Regions from separate parts of the Anas platyrhynchos genome. Here region 1 is linked to region 2. Evidence: chromatin contacts called from public Hi-C data. All regions are on one chromosome and are shown on one strand. Each heading gives the region's core, a stretch centred on a gene start, on an enhancer-like site or on the middle of the called end of the contact. The rest is flanking DNA. Distances are from core to core; before and after follow the strand shown. Region 1 holds the start of DTNBP1 (dystrobrevin binding protein 1). Region 2 holds the start of MYLIP (myosin regulatory light chain interacting protein).

Evidence for each region. Hi-C and Micro-C count contacts between places; a contact is called where the count stands out from the background.
Region 1: a contact with region 2 is called in a Hi-C map of subcutaneous adipose tissue, with 4 times the contacts expected there. The contact joins the promoter of DTNBP1 here to the promoter of MYLIP in region 2. A contact is called at or near these places in 2 of 8 Hi-C or Micro-C datasets (skeletal muscle and subcutaneous adipose tissue).

What each region holds. Positions count from the first base shown.
Region 1 is chr2:107,399,349-107,403,147 of IASCAAS_PekinDuck_T2T, reverse strand. It overlaps DTNBP1 (dystrobrevin binding protein 1), which reads right to left and starts at 1,910. Exons shown (of 10, transcript XM_027451261.3): 1 at 1,738-1,910. The coding sequence starts at 1,793.
Region 2 is chr2:107,254,156-107,258,059 of IASCAAS_PekinDuck_T2T, reverse strand. It overlaps MYLIP (myosin regulatory light chain interacting protein), which reads left to right and starts at 2,607. Exons shown (of 7, transcript XM_027451262.3): 1 at 2,607-2,841; 2 at 3,621-3,811. The coding sequence starts at 2,755.

The sequences.
Region 1 (3,799 bases), core at 661-3,160, 150 kb before region 2:
CCCCCCCCCTTCTCCTGCAAGAGACTGCTTGCAGGTAAATGGGTCAAAATCTAGGCACCTCACTCACAGGATACACAGAAGCAGACAGGAGGCACATCTGAGCAGGGGAAAGGAGAACACATTTCTCTGTACACAGAACTGGCTAACAACCTCAAAGTGTTCTTTCTACGTGACCCCAGATTCAATCTTCTTCAGCTGTAAGTGGGTGCTCCCTTATGCCTTTGGAAGAGACGCTCTCTCCTTAGGAGCCCTGGAAAAGCTTCTCCTTCCCAATGTTAGAAGCAATTCAACTGTTCATTTCGCAGTCGTTCATGTGTAGTTAGCAAGTTGGCCACTTCTACTACTGCTTTGGTGGGGGTAAAGAAAAGGATAATCTGAAACACTGGCACTGAGGTTGCATTATCTCAGAAGGGAAAGGGAAGGCAAAACAGGTCAATTCATGTTCTGGCCTGACATGAAGGGGACAGTATGGGAAAAGGAGTAAGCACTCCACAGCCTTTGTTACCACTGCTTCAAGATACACTTTCTTAATGGCAACAAAGAATTACACTGCAAAAAAAAAGAAGTTAAAAGGACACCCCAAGGAGGACACATTAATGGAGCTCCTGAAACAAAGATGCAAACAATAAAAACTGCTTTTAAAACAGAATAAAACATGGCAACACAAGGAAGAAGGGAAATTAGAGACTACCTGAAAACCTACTGACTCCCCAGCAGCAACAGCGGTTATGTAGACGAAGTGAAGTGACCATCACACACAGGCCTTTCTGTTTACCCTGTTTCATCATGTTAAAGACACCATTTCCAAAAGAATCTTACACTGTACTGAGGCATCTAACACAACAAGAGCTCTTAAAATAACCGCAAAACAGAAATATAGCAGTAAAGCAATACCTTGGTCTATACTCTTAGGATTTCATGTTTGTTATGGTAAGACAGATAACACCAGCAACTTGTGTGGCTGATTGGTAGTTACTGTAGCAGTTTCTTTGGTCCACTGTAAACTGCTGCAAATAAGTCATTATAAAGTACGTAGGTTTCTGGAGTTCAGAAATGTCTCTGACTATAGATAAATGTTTACCATGGAGATATTATCAGGCAGCCTCAACACAGCCAGAGGCCAGGCAGCTCTCAAAAGCAATCGATTACAACACGATGCTCTCCTGGGGCTCGTTAGGAGCCTGGAGCTTCGCAGCACAGGCGTGACCTTGCTCCCCTGCCATCCTCTGACTTCCAGTAACACTCCCTGGGACCACCTGCTGGTGCTAAATATAGCATTGATCCAGTGTGTATATTAAAAAAATAGAGCTTGTGGGGCGGCGTAGGAAGAATAGCTTTGTACTGTGGAGTGGGGCAGTGTAGGAAGAGTGTTTTTGGAGTGGGGCAGTGTAGGAAGAGTATCTTTGTAGTGTCAGCAAGGAGCTGCTCCTTCCGCTCCTCCTGCGCTCCTCTCCTTCACGTGACGGTAACTCTCATCCTCCAGGGCACAGAGAAGCTTTTCAGGCAGCAAAGGGCGATATCACACGGATCCACGCAACCTTCGTCAACGAGCCCAGCGCCTTCATCGGCCCCATTCACGCCTTGCCCACCCTCCCAAAAGCGCAGCCTCTCCCTCCCCACACCCAGCGCCACAGCCGCCGGTCCCCTCCTCTTCCTCCCTCCCGGTCACCTGCTTCCCCCTCACCCCGGCCGGGCTGCGGTCCCGCCACCCCCCCAGGGACAATTGGTGCCACCCACCCCGAGGTGAAGTCCTGCTGGACGCTCAGCAGCCGCTCCCGCAGCGTCTCCAACATCGTCCCGGCCTCCTCCTCCTCCTCCTCCGGTGGCGGCGGCGGGCGAAGCTCCCCCCTCCGCCCTCACCCTCGGCCCGCGGCCGGGGCGGAGTCGGGGGCGGTGTGAGGCGGCATCCGGGAAGGGCCGCCCCCTCCGCCCCAATATGGCGGCGGCGCAGCCCTGCCACAGTGACCTGCTGGGACACCCTCAGCCCTGTCCCGTCCGCTCCCATATGGTGGCGGCTGGCTCCTGCTTTGTGCTCCTGGCACGCTGAAAAGCCGGGCCCAGCTGTATCTAGAGCCCCCCACGCTCTGGGAGGGGAGTTTGGATCCCTGAAGTTTGTGCGAGGGGTGTCCTAAAAAATGAGGTGGTTCCTGCTCGCCACCACCTCGAGGGATTTGGCCGCAGTGGGCACAGTGTATGAGCGAGCTCAAGGGAATCGTCCTTCCTAATAAAGCCTTAAAAGTGTTTTCATTAAGCTTCTCAATGCTATCTTATCAAGCAATCAACCTGTTTTCAGATATTTAGGAGTCTGGGGTCAACGTAGGTGGAACCAGACCTTTTCATAACAATCAGCTACTCTTTCCTCTTGCTGGAGGACAACACCTCATCTACAGTCACTATAACATAAAGATTGTCCCCCCCACTGGATGTTTTCAGTTAGTATTTGAGGAACGTGGACCCAGGGTTTAGATGGATCTGTGAATTCTGAAGTTTCCATTTAAATGAGACTCCAATATTTAAATAAGAATAAAAACAACTGGGGGCTGAAAGTAGAAAAAAAAATACATACTTAACCTGTTCAATTTTAGCTAAAAATCCAAAAATGTTAAGGAAAGTGGAGAGCACTGAAATCATTGCTTACAAGGAGAATGTACGCGGAGGGAGACTGTTGTGCGAGTCATTACATACTGTAAAAATTATAATGGTTTTAGGTACACCCACTCAACTGGAAAATTAACACTATAATTGCATTCACCCCCTACCTGTGTACTGTTAGAAGAATGAGATCTGTAGATTGTTTCTGAAGGGGCCCGTCGAAAAGCAATGTTGCTCTGTGGCCTTAATACAAGAGGTAAATGCTTGCTAAGCGAAGAATGACTGGGGTGGTCATTACAAGCGTTGAAATTTTGTAGCTCATCTTGAGATCAGAAAGACTGCTTTCATGGCAGGCTGCATATAAAGATCTGTAAAAAAGCATATGACATGTATACACTATTTTTCTCTTGCTTAGGCTGACAATGTTTGAAAGTATAGACTTTCCATTTCATGGATAGTTAGTTCTCCAGACGAAGAGGAGAAGGGCTTGAATCAGCAAGTTTGATGTATTCACAGACATAAATTACAAATGCTGACAAAAGCTCTGCAATCTGGCCTTAGGTAATATAAAATTTATGGGAATTTAAGTTTTCAGAAAAGAGGGGTTTAAACCTTTCATTGTTCACCTTTTCTTTGAGAAGACATTCATTTCTTCTGTCTTGTATATTTTTGTATATTTTCAAAATTTTTTTTTTTTGTCAGCAGTAGCTCTAATAATTCACAGTGAGTAAACATCTCTAGACTCCTATGCTTCTTTTTCAGTTAAAAAGAAACTATGTGAAGACTGCTGTCCTTGCACAATTTCATTGCCATCACCGTGTAGAATTTGGGAAAAGAAATGCATTGAGATAGTGCTAAGAGTCACAGTAATCCTAGACATACAAGAACAAAAGAGACTTCTAAAAGCAGACCCTATGCTAAAGGGCAGTGGTGAATAATATATTCCATGTAGAGTTTTGTTTAACCATTTCTTAGGAACTTAAGGTAAAGGAGATTCTGTGAGCTCCTTAAATTAGCAGCTTAAGTTAACTTGATTTTTATTATATATATATATATATATATATTTAAAAATGAGTAAACCCAGTTCCTTTATTTTTCCCTGCAGTCGCATTCCAAATTTCTTGTTACTTTCACTGGTCTGTTCCGGATATTCTCAAGCTAATCCAGAAAGCGGAGCTCTAGCATTTCCATCACCAAAGCAGAATTA
Region 2 (3,904 bases), core at 1,358-3,857:
ATCACTGGTATGTGCATTTGCCATAGAAGCTGATTAAGCCACTGAAGGGCAGAGCAGAGCAGAGGAGTATTTTTCAAGAAGTTAAGACAGAGGCATGATATACAAGAGAATACTCAGGGGGTCTTTCACATAGAAAATAAAGTGTTTTTGTTGTTTATGGACGGGTAATAGCGTTTCCCTTAAACAACCATCAGTATCAGAATGGCTCCTCAATTTTATGCTTTCCTCCATGCTTCTCAGTCAGTAGATCATCACCCGTGTGAGTGATGTGCATTTGCAGCATAACCAGCAGCCTTGACAGTGACAAGAAAAACGTTAGACATTGCAGTTGTGTTCATGCACGAAGCAATTTTACCCAAGGAGGACATGGCAGAAGAGACTGACTCCAATCATGTGATCCCACTCAGCTCCGTTTCACATCATCCTGAAATGCTTTTGTGCTGAACTAGTTCTAGGTTACCACTTGTTTGATACAGAATACAAAGAGACAGTTAGGAAAAAAAAAAAAAAAAAAAAAGAGAGAGAGAAAAAAAAAGAAAGAAAAGCAGGACTGAAGTAATAACGGTGCAGTATGTGTTTTCCAGTGCTTTTCTCTCAGGATTTATGCTAGAGGAAGATATATCATACCAAATCCATCAGCCTGAAAGAGGCAAGGTTACTGGCTCTCCATGCCTTCAGGTCCAACCAGTAGTGAGGCTGAACATGCATTCATGGCAGACAATGCAGTACATGTATATATATACCCCATACAAACACATATATACATGGCTGGACATACAGATCACAGACGTGACCTGGGGAGCTGCTCCTGATGGCTCATGGCGATGGGTTTCACACCTGGACATGGGGTCTAAGGCTCTGCTGGGATGACCCCAGGAGGGGATCAGACAGAGTCTCCCTTCCCCGAGTCCTTAATTTGGGATCTGACTGGCCTTCATACCCCTGTGGTACTCTGGGCTTGTGTGATGGGCCTTTCATGGCTCTGCAATGGGCCTGGGGACAACCTACAAATTTGTCAATAGACTAACCATATGTATAGTTTAAATCTACTTAATATCTTTTATTAAAGCCAAAACAAATGAACTAGTAATAAATCTGAACAGGAAGAGAGCATATACAATGTGCAAGAAAAGGGAAACGAAATGCTCAGCAACCTCATACTGGCTCTTATTATTGTAGAAACTGTGAATTAAAAATACCTTGTCATGGCATAGTATTCTGTACAGTGAAGTACTGTGAATTTGACAGGAGTCAATACCGTGGGCAACAAGCAACACAAGAAAGGATCTTAGAGAAGATCCTGTGTAAGCATCTGGACAGCAAGGTCATAGCTGCACTGCTGGATTCCTCGCGAGATGGAGTATCAAGGCAATAGCTTGGGGGCAACTACCTTGTGAATGAAAATCTGTACAAGGAAGGGCATCAGCCTTTATTGGAAACAAGGGTAAATATTGCTGTATTAGGGTCTAAGTTCAAAGGTCGGGAACTTACTTTTGTTCCTTTACACACAATTTGCTTTTCACAGGTTTTCCATTCAAACGTCAGGCAAGGATGCACTACGACTAATGTGTGAAGTAGGAGGTGACCAAAAATGAACCTTGTATGGGGATTTCAAGGAAAAATAGTAGGGTTAGACAAGGAACTTTAGGTATATGCATGAAAATGAGATGAATTACTGACACGCAAATTGATAGAGTAGCAAAAGGCTGATCCATCCTGGAGGTACTGCTGTGGAACGCAGCAGGTAGCGTTTTGTGACACACAGCACTGAGACAGCACGTCAATAAGCAGTATTTTTTGCCATACTCAGAGGGTGAACACGCATTTGGCAGTGTACTTCACTGGGTGTTGTTGATTCATCAAAGAGACCGGGCAGGAGGCTGTGAGAGGATGCAGCTTTTTCTCTCAGGCAGAACCCAAAGGGTTGCAGTGGGCGCTCGTCGCCGGAGTTGTCTCCTGTGTGCTAATGCAGGCTTCGGTCCCTTACTGTCTTCTGTACAGCATGAATAAAATATCACAGGGAGACTGCAGAAGGGAAAGTCTTTCTGTGACAGCAGTGTCCAGATGACACCCTTGAAAAGCAACGCTTGTTTTACAGGGGATTTTAACCAGCCTGTGCAATTTACTACTGAGGGATATTTTTAGGGCTCGGAGTTTGGCAGATTTCAAAGCCGGGTAGCACTTTTATGGACAGAATAAGAACGCCTTCCTCAGGTCAGGTAAGGAGAAAACAGAAGGAATATCGCTGCGTACAGGGGTGAGACCTCTGGGAGAAGGGCTGTCTCTTCCTATACCCTCTCCTAGGAGAGAATTTGAGGGGAAACCCTCTCTTGAACGAGCTCCCAGTCTCCAGGTGACATGGATCAACAAGCAGAGCCCCCAAAAGGAGCATTTTTCCCCTCATTTTCCTGTCATCCCACCCGGCCCAACACGCCGCCGGCCGGCAGGGGGCGCCCCACCACAGGCGCGCCCCCTCCCCTCCCTCCCCTGTTCTGCGCGCTCCCGGGGCGGGCGGCGCTGATTGGCAGGCGGCGGCGGCGCGCGACGCCTGCCCGAGGGGGCGGGGCTTCGGTGGGGGGGCGCAGGCTCCTATATAGCGGGAGGGACGCCGCTGCTGAGAGCAGTCGGCGGGCGGGCGGTGACGGGGAAGGAGGGGGTACGCGCGGGCAGGAGCAGCAGCCCCCCCCTCATATATACACACATACACACTGCTCAGTGCGCTTCTAGTTGGCGGAGCCGGCCCCGGCCGTGACCATGCTGTGCTACGTGACCAGGCCAGACGCCGTGGTGATGGAGGTGGAGGTGGAGGCCAAAGCCAACGGCGAGGACTGCCTCAACCAGGTGAGGCCCGCTGCGGGGCGGCCGTTGGGCGCCGGTGACCGTTGGGGGCCTGAGGGGGGCGCTCCCTCCTCCCCCCCACCCCCTCCACCCCCGTTGATGGCGGGCGGGCCCCCCCCCTTCTTCCCCTTTATTTATTTATTTTCTTCTCTCCTTCCCTTTATTTTTTTTTCCCCTCCTCCATGTTGGATGCAGGGGTTGCAGCATCCCTCGGTCGCGGCCCGTCTGCCCCCCTCCCCCCCCCGGTCCATTTTGGGGAAGGGAGGCCGCGGCCTCCTTGCTGCCCCCCAAATTCTCCCCACAGGGGCCGGGGGGCCCCCATCCTGACACGGCCCCCCCGGGGGTTCAGCCTGTCGCCCCCAGGTGCTGCCGCCCTTCCCTGCCATCTTCTGTGAGGATGGGGGCAGGAGGGAGCCGAGCGTGGCTGCCAAGCCCGTCGGTGGCACCTAAATAAAACTTGTGGGATGCGCTGCTTCTCGTCGCCCTCCTGCCTCAGAAGTGCTGCTGGGAACAGGCAGCCGGCTGGTCTGAAGTGCCTGGCCTTGAGGAGCGAAGGGGATGGGGTTTGGCTGCGGAGGTCCATCTTGGTGTTTACTAGTGGGGAAGTTCCCATTTTACACTCTTGTGTTTGTCAGAAAATCAACAAATCAGCTGTACGAAGGTGTTTACAAACACCACATCTTTTGTTTCAGACCACTCACCCTCAACTCAGTCTTTTAGTCGAATACTACTTCTTGCCCAGTTGTGTCATTGGTTCATTATGAAGGACCTCTTTCTTTCAGGTTTGCAGGAGGCTGGGAATTATAGAAGTTGATTATTTTGGACTGCAGTTCACTGGCAGCAAAGGGGAGAATCTGTGGCTGAATTTGAGGAACAGGATTTCCCAGCAGATGGATGGTTTAGCTCCTTATCGACTAAAACTAAGAGTCAAGTTCTTTGTAGAGCCCCATCTTATCTTACAAGAGCAGACGAGGTAAGGTTAAGATGGTTGTAAGTAAAGCGAACTTATTGTTTTCAATTTCAGTAAGCTATGAAAACGATTACCCAGAGGTTCTATTTCTTCCAT